Regions from separate parts of the Gossypium hirsutum genome. Here region 2 is linked to region 1. The links are chromatin contacts, called in public Hi-C maps. All regions are on one chromosome and are shown on one strand. The core of a region is the stretch at or near the end of the contact, and the rest is flanking DNA. Distances in the headings are between cores, read along the strand shown. Region 1 holds the start of LOC107887169 (30S ribosomal protein 3-1, chloroplastic). Region 2 holds the start of LOC121214651.

Region 1 (4,363 bases), core at 69-2,568:
GGGAAAAAACCAGAATGCAACACAACTTGAATAGGCTTAATGACTACACCCAAGAGAAATCGTGGAACCAAAATAATGGACTCATGGTTATGTGAGTGCATTAAATATAAATCCCCAAAAGGGGAAGGCGATGAAATTAAGTTGCAATATTGAACAAGGAGATGAAATATTGTCCTTTTAGCAGAAACATTATTTCATTTATCTTCAATTAGTACAAGTTAAACACACTTAGGCAAATGCATGTATGCATCTACCGCCACAGGGTACCCAAACTAAGTTAATAGATTTTCCTCGATAATGCTTTGGCTGGTAAAGTTATACAAAGCTAAGGTAATTCTATAAAAACTAGCATCAAATTCGTATACCATCTACATCAATGACATCTAATGATCATGAAAGAAAAACTAACTTGGTAAAGATTCATATCTAACAAGGATGAAAAATATACAAATATGTGGATCTCTAGGGAAATACCAACAATTCAGCAGTGTTTGTTATCCTATTAAAACCAACAATTCATATCTTAGTTCAGAGCTAAGAGGTTTCAAACCAAACATTCTCAAATTCAGTGGATTAACCGAGGCCATTTTGCATAGCTAAGACAAAAAAAATTATATAAAAAAAATGCACATCTAGCTCTGGGAAAGGTTGCCACCACTTTGCTGCCATAGATTGATGATATCAGTGGCCTGATTGAGAAGGATAATCATCTTCTTCTGAGAAATCCAAGGCTTACTTTCTAGAGTGGCCTTGAGCTCTTCCCAGGCATCTTTCCTTGGCCAGAAGAAATATGGACTTAGAGGAACAGTGCCGTGGCCCGGTATGACTTGATCAAGGGCAAGCCCGATGTTCTTTTCCATCCATATGAATTTCAAAACCAGTCTTGGCTTTCCAACTTGCTTGACCACCTCCTCAGGTTTCTGAGGAATGATGAAGTCGGATGGTGTTTCAGTCTCAGTGACAGCTTCCGTGGCAACCGAAGCGGTTAGTGTTGGAGTTTTGATTGTTTTCTTCAAAATGGGATTTTTGTTAAAGCAAAAGGGGGTGTTAAAGGATTTCTGATAACGAAAGGAATGACAAGTGAAAGTAGTATGGAGTGTAGATGAAGTAGCCATGGATAACATTTTGTATTGCAGAGTGGGAGAGAGAGAGAGAGAGATGTGAGGATACGAGTCTTAAAAGTTGCTTTGTGGAGATAGGATAAGGGATATGGGGCAATGGTAGGAGCAGGAGGACATGGGCTTGGATTGGATCCTATGTTTTAATTATACTCGGTTTGCTCCTTTCACCTCTTAGCCCTATACTTTGATATAATTTCTCCTTCAAATTTCTTTTTAATTTGTTATTAACATATATGCATGTCTCAACCAAATGAGCGCTATAATACAATACATCTGTTCATGTTTCCGTTATCTATCTAAGCCCGAATGTCTATTTAAAATTTAGGAGGATTTAAACAAAAATAATAGGTCTAGAAAATGGGTTTGGATAAAAATATCAATCCCGTTTAAAATATGGGTTAGGCTTGAGCTTGAACATTTAAAAGCCTAATCCGACCCGACCCGATCTATTTTAAGTTTACAATATTTATATTATGTTATTTTTATATATTATAAAATTTAGAACTCAATAAAAAAAATAAACCTATACTCTAATGTAAATATTAAAATAATGTTAATATGGCTATATAAAAAATTCAATAAATAAAAAATGTATAAAATTATTAATTATTAAATATTAAATATTAAAATACTATAATATAAATGTTTTTTTAATTAAAAAATAATATGGACAGGTCTAAAATGAGTTGGGGTTAGTCTTTTGTAAATATGGATAGGTTTAAGCAAAATTTTAAATCCAGATTTTTGGTCGGACCGAGTTTGAACAAACATAAAATATGTTAATATCATCTATATTTTAATATTATCTTTAAATAAAAAAATTACAAATTACAAATCTAAGGATCAAACACGTGTTTAATAGTATTAAAATACATGTTTATTTTATATAAAAAATATGCAAATTTGGTATGATCATTATTAAATAGATTTTAAAAGAAAATATTTTTAACATATGATATGATGCATAATAATACAATTCTTATCATATGATAGTTTTTTTACCCATATTGTGAGTACAACACAATTTAATTTAATTTATATTCATAATAATGCAATTTCTATCATATGATGTGATGCATGCATGAAGTGTTCTTAAGTGCATAAGACAACATCCAGATTTAATATAGGTCGTGAAATGTTCATAGTGTTGGGTGAGATTTAATCCACTTTTATTAAAAATGGAATACACTTTGTAAATAAATTTTCTTCCTATTTCGAATAAAATTCGATGCTTTTGCATTAATCAAAAAGTATTCAGAGATATTTTTATTTTTTAAATAAAATATGATTTACTCTAATATATATACATAAATTCTCACGTCATTACATCACATTTAAATACTAAATTAAACTTATATTTTTTTAAAAATTAATGCATCACACATGTGACGAGATACCAATTCTAAATATTCCTCATGCTTAACCTAGTTCTGAACTTAAATTTTTTTCTATATCTCAACATAGATCCAAAATTACATTTTAGTTGATCTCACATGACAAAATAATAATAATAATAATAATAATAATAAATAGTAACAGTTTGTATTTTTTAAAATAAAAAATAATTTGCATATTTTCAAAATTCATTAAAATTATTTTTATTTGCAATTTGAAAATAGGTTGAGAGTGGTGGTCTTACAATTAAAAGACTCAGGTAACAAGATTTTTTGGTGCTTGAAATTGATTAAATTAGTCCTTCTCAAAAAATTTGAAAGAATTTAAATTCTATTAATTTTGATAGTGAGTAATTAAAGATAATCATAATCACAATGTTAATGCCTTTCGTCAATTGTGCATAATTTTTATTAGTTTAATAACAACTTAAGCCTTCGATGTTTACACATTTTTTTAATTTGATAGAATGTATAAATTATGATAGCTAAATTTCTTATTATATCAATTTATTAATGTTGTGATTAGTTATTGTTAGTTAGTCACTTTCAAAATTGACAAGGATATTGCTCTAAATTTATTGAAGCAGAAAAAATTTGCTCAATATTAAAATTGAAAATGAAAATGGCTGAAGAGATTTTTGACCATAGACTTAAAAGGAGCAAAATCTTTCTTCCCTACTTAATTTGGGATTCTCTTAATACAACTACTAATGCATTATAGGTTAAGGTTATGAGAAGCAAATACAAGATGCGAGCAAATTCAACGGCTTTACGGAAATCATCCTCAAAAATTTGGCAAGACCTTTGTGATAATGTTCGGAGATGAAAATAGAAGGTGATTTTGGAGAGATGGCTAGATACAAGAGGTGGGGCCTTTGGAAAATATCTACTTGGATCCTTGTCAATCAATGAGGGCCTTTGGCGGGTCTCGTTAGAGGGATGGCCGACGACCAGGGCAATTGGAGATGTTACGGTATTTTCTTATATTGTGATGGTGCAGGTCCAGACCTTCGTATATCCGATGAACAGCTAACCCATTATAGTTGGAGTCTTGGAGATGATCTATGGTTAGTTGCTTGGGCGGTTTAAGGGCCCTCAACGAGTGCGGCAGTTTTTATGGCTTTTATTACGTAATGAAGAGAGGTGAAAAAGGGGCTTTACAAAGATTGTATGTGGTAGAAGCCAAGAAACTACATTACGTGTCCTCAGAGACCAAGTTAATTTTGGGAAGATTGATTCCAAGCCATTCCATAATCAAGTTCTTTTCATTTTCCTTAAACGTGTGGATTATAAAGAATGTTCACAACTATGATAATCAAAGTTTTGATGAAGTGTATTGAGGGGCTTATTTTCGGTATTGTTTAAAGGAATCTTTGGCGACAGCGTAATCTTGTCATCTCTAGTAATGATATTTTAGTTCAACTGAGGTTGTCATGAACAGCCTCTCTTTGGTTACGAGTGTTATTGCTAGTTCAAATAGGGGTACTAGGCTGAATCATGTTACAATAAGTGTGAGTTAAGTGTAAACCTCCTGTGGGTTGGGTTAAACAATGTAGATGGTGCAGTTCAAGGGCATCAGCTAAGGGAATGTTGAAAGACAAGGATGGTACTTGGTTAATGGGTTTTAGCCGTAGCTTTGGTCGTGCTCAGTGGTTCAAGCGGAGCTCTAAGAAATGCTTGATGGACTGCAATTGGTGCAGGAGCACAGATAGTGAATAGTGGCTGTTGAGAGTGATAACCTTCCAATCCTTCACATGTTCAATGAAGAGCTGGAAGATGTTCGGAGTTTTGCAATGGTTAGAAGGATCAATGAGCTACTAGGCAGACAATGGGAAGTTCATCTGGAAT
Region 2 (4,771 bases), core at 160-2,659, 300 kb after region 1:
CAAAATAGTAATAAATTGACTGATATGATCTCTAAGAAGCTCACATTATTCATGTGAAATGTAAATAAACGTTGTTTCAACACTAAACGGTTAGCTAGAGACTTAGTCGAATAAAGAGTTTCTAACCTTTTCCACAATACGGATGAGGTTTTCTCCATCAATACCTCCTGCAATACCCTATTCACGAGACACAATTGGATTACAGATAGGGCCTTTTCATCAAGCTCTTCCCATTCTGTCTGATCTAGAGTCTTAGGCTTTTTCCCAGTAACGACCTTTTAGACCAGTCTAAACTAGAATTGTCATCATCCGAACTTGCCACAGATTGAAATTTGTGACACCATCGAACTTCTCAATGTTAAACCTTGTTGTTGTCATCTCTAAACAGGCTGATCTATAAAAATTGAACTAGTTCTAATACCATTTGTTGGAGATCGACCCAATTAATCAATGAACAAGTAAAAAATAACGAAAGAAATTGAGAAATCGAACACATAAATTTAACGTGGAAAAACCCTCCAAAGAGGATAAAAAACACAGACAAAGATAATTTTACTATAATGGAAAAAACAAAGAGTATAAAAGATGGAGATAAAAACTAAACTCCGAAACCCGAAAATAAAGAACCCTCAAAATACAAAATTCTACAAAATTCTTTTAATGGGTGTCTTTTTTAAGGTTATAAAAGAGCTTATTTATAGGATAAATTCGTAGATCAAATAATAATAAAATAATCTAGACTAATCAGAGATCGACTGAAACAAATAGATAGAGTTCAACTGAGAGATTATCTCTCAAATTTGACTGAAATATGAGTCATACTCAATAATATCAATTAAAAAAATTTCCGTTATTAATTTAAAGACAAATTACCAAAACAGGAGTGAATTCAAATGTTAGCATCTAAGTTAAAGGATTTAAAATCGGGTAACTAAAACAGAGTATAATTGGGTGAAGTAAAATAAAGGAAAGAATATTGGAGCCTGGTCTCACCATTGTTGGAAGCCAATATCCTCACGTCATGCAAATTTTTGACAGACAAGTGAAGAGAATATTTGGGATTTAAAAGAAACCATTTCTAAATGGTTTAATGAAATGGTAAAGAAAGCTGAAGTGTTAAGTTAAAAAGTACAAAATTGAACGAATAAATTTTCAACCACACAATAGTTCCAAAAAGCGTGAATTCTTTAGAATAATTTGAGAATTTTATGAGCATGGATAAATTAGTCGGGCATGATATGTTTTATTTAAATTATCAGTAATTCAACAGAAAATTATGGCGATGCCATTATTTGAATAACTTTTAGTACAAGAATTAATTTTGAGCAAATTTTAGTAGGAGTAAAATGAAGTTTATCTCAATATACTTTGATGGTTAGAGAACTTATGTCATAATATACCTTCTATATTTTTGTTTGTTATTCTAAATACTAAAATATGAACATATGAATAGCATTTAGTAGAGAAAAAGTATGGTGTAATCTAGCCGGTGCTGGGAATGGGATCTGTCAGATTGGGCCAACACGGCCTGGCATAAGAACACTTTGTTTGATCGGCTAATTAATCCATTTCCTGTCTGTAATTGTTTGTAAACTATAAAGCCATAGGCTTGTTGTATGTCTAAAAATTGAAAAACAAAAATGTCCTCTGGGCTTGTGTCTTCCCCTGTTATCTTCCCTCTCTCCAATTCCAAGTCCAAATCCAGTCTTTGGAGTCCCTCACGAAGAACAATCTCTCAACTTTCTGTCAACAATGGTGATGACATCATTGATTCTTCTTCAAACACTCCAAGATTGATCACCTTCTTAGGCAAAGGCGGCTCCGGCAAGACCATCTCCTCTGTTTTCGCTGCCCAGGTACTACTTCCTAGTTACACTTTGTCACCAATTAACGGAAAAGGAAAGCTGAAGCTCATAGATAGGGTTAATTAGAAATGGCCCCTTTTTCCAAATATCATCATCTAATCTCTTTGTTTCATGCCTTTCTTTGCTGCTGCTTAGCATTATGCAATGGCTGGACTCAGCACATGCTTAGTGTTACAAGGACAGGATCGCACTGCTGACTGTCTTCTCAATTGTAAGATCGACTCCTCTCCTACCCTATGCACCCGCAACCTTTCTGTTGTTAGGCTGGAAACCACTAAAGTATGTTCCTTTTCCATGCTTCATCATCTATCTATTTCAAATGGGTTTATTATAATTACGCTGAGAATGGATTATTCGTTAAACTGCAGATGCTTCTTGAACCTCTAAATGAGCTGAAGAAAGCAGATGGCCGTCTTAATTTGACACAAGGAGTTCTGGAAGGGGTGTGTATGTAATATCTCATCATCCTTTTTACCTTAGGTGTTTGCACTTCACACTATGAATGTTGATTTTGACATGTATTAGTCTACTAGGTTGTTGGAGAAGAGCTTGGGGTGCTTCCCGGGATGGATTCTATCTTTTCACTACTTGCACTTGTGAGGCTTCTGGGTTTATTCGGGAAACGGGCTCGGAAGAACCATCAAAACGATAAATTTGACATTATCATATATGATGGTATCAGCACCGAAGAAACCCTAAGAATGACAGGTGCAAGCAGTAAAGCAAGGTTTGGAAATAGACAAAACAATTTATCTTTCTTGCCTAAAATGAAGTATGTACACAAGCCCCTCTAACTCTGCACAGACTCTACTTGAAGTACCTGCGGAGCATGGCTGAGAAAAGTGACCTTGGGAGATTGGCTGGTCCTTCACTCCTGAGACTGGTAGATGAAGCTATGGGCATAAGTGGTAACCCATCCCAACTCACTGGAACAATCAGTGCTGATATATGGGACAGTCTGGAACGAATTCTTGAGGTAACCACGGAATGGATTTCATTTTATCATTCACCAAGTTTTTGCTATAGGAGATTGAAAGGCTGTAAGTTGTGCAGAGAGGATCTTCAGGATCTTATCAATTTGGGTGCTTTCTTGTGATGAATCCAAACATTCCAATATCAATCAGTTCAGCATTACGTTACTGGGGTTGTGCAATCCAAGCTGATACGCAGGTGGGTGGTGCATTTGCCATTCCTACCCCCCATTTGGATGTTGAATCAGTGGAAAATCTGAAGAAGAATTTGTACCCCTTGCCTTTTGCTTGTATTCCGAATCTTGCAGTGGATTCCCCTCAAGATTGGAATGCCATCATGATGAACAATAGCGTTGAGGGTGCAAGGGGTCTTCTTTCTTTGCCAGCAAGCCAGAAGGTTTCATCGGTAATTTTTGACACAGCAAAGAAAACAGCAACCCTTCTCATGCCAGGTTTCGAGAAGTCAGAGATCAAGCTATATCAAGTATGTTCAGTTCTGAATCCCTCAATTCTTTTCAAGTTGTGTGATAGTTTTGAAGGTTCAAAAGTCGTTTTTAAGTTCTCATTGCTCCTCCCATGTCATCACTTGTAAAAATTTTGATTTGGTGAATTATGCTGATGAGTGTTCATTGCATGACAAGTGCAGTATAGAGGAGGATCAGAGTTGTTGGTGGAAGCGGGGGACCAAAGACGAGTCATTTCTCTCCCACCACAAATGCAAGGTAAGGTAGGAGGCGCCAAGTTCATTGAAAGAAGTCTTGTAATCACTATTCGATAAATGCTTTGTGATCAATTTTTTCCACATTTGAGTGTGTCTTCTTGAAACGATAGTGATCAAATTTTATTGTGAGGGGTATCCCTTCAAATTGGACTCGTTAATAAGCCACAGGTAGCAAGATGAACCAATCTGCCTTTAAAGGCCCTTGATTTTGTCCCTTGCCTCCACCTCCTTTACACAAGCTTCATTTATCCTCTCAAACCATTATGATTCCTTAAATGCAAATACTATCAATAACCTTTTGAATATGATATTCCTGTTCAATGGAAAATAATGTGCTTATATAGACTACATAAATTAATCCCTTTAAACATTATGTATGAAAAGTTCAAAACAAAATCATCATATAAATCCAACCAGGTACAACTCTAATAGCATCACGCAGGAAGTTAAATAAGTTCAGTCACTTCATGCTCTAGTAGAGAAAGATATTACTCTTATAACATATCGGTACTTGAAAGTATACAATTCACAATCATGTGATTTGATTACTCCAATAGAGCATTGTTCAACTTCCACATGCAGTGTTAAAGATTGGTTATCGTAGATAATAGAGATGATGCCATAATTGGGTCTGTACACCTGCTGTATCATGGGAGTTCTTCAGATCCCCGTCACCCATCTAATCCAAGGTAAGTAAAGCAGTTCCCTCCAAATAATTTTGCTTTTCATATACACATACAGTTCCCCAAAATACATATATGGCAAATCAACCACCATATAGAAATTATGCTAAGTGGCAAAACAAGCTCATCTTAATTAAAACTGAATGCGACTTTTCATTAGAGTAGATCCATGAAATAACTATGGACAACGAGAAACAAAATAGGCCATACTGATAATCCAAAGCATAATGCCTACTTTTATTTCTGGAGAATTAATAAAGAAAAAAAAATTCTGAGCATAACCCTACATCAGTCTTTACCTTTGCTGGGTAGCTAGGCCTTCAATGTGTATCGCTGTAACATTTCAAACAAAAGAGAACACCTTAACATGGCCCGCCAGCGGCTATAAACATTTTGAAATATCAAGCACACCTATGTAGCTCGCATAGACATAGCTCGCCCGCTACCCCTCCCCACATGCCCATACCCTCTTCCATGATAACCACCCCAAAAGCGACCACCACGTCCACCTCGATGTCTTGAAAAAACACC

Evidence for each region. Hi-C and Micro-C count contacts between places; a contact is called where the count stands out from the background.
Region 2: a Hi-C map of leaf shows a contact between it and region 1, with 2.8 times the contacts expected there. The contact joins the promoter of LOC121214651 here to the promoter of LOC107887169 in region 1. A contact is called at or near these places in 9 of 34 Hi-C or Micro-C datasets (callus, hypocotyl, leaf and 1 more).

Annotation. Positions count from the first base shown.
Region 1 is chrD02:38,869,268-38,873,630 of Gossypium_hirsutum_v2.1, forward strand. LOC107887169 (30S ribosomal protein 3-1, chloroplastic) reads right to left here and starts at 1,319. Exons shown (of 1, transcript XM_016811332.2): 1 at 394-1,319. The coding sequence starts at 1,124. The coding sequence ends at 633.
Region 2 is chrD02:39,172,978-39,177,748 of Gossypium_hirsutum_v2.1, forward strand. LOC121214651 reads left to right here and starts at 1,410. Exons shown (of 7, transcript XM_041088539.1): 1 at 1,410-1,856; 2 at 2,001-2,144; 3 at 2,234-2,308; 4 at 2,399-2,592; 5 at 2,670-2,841; 6 at 2,919-3,320; 7 at 3,478-3,768. The coding sequence starts at 1,641. The coding sequence ends at 3,567. It also overlaps the pseudogene LOC121203492.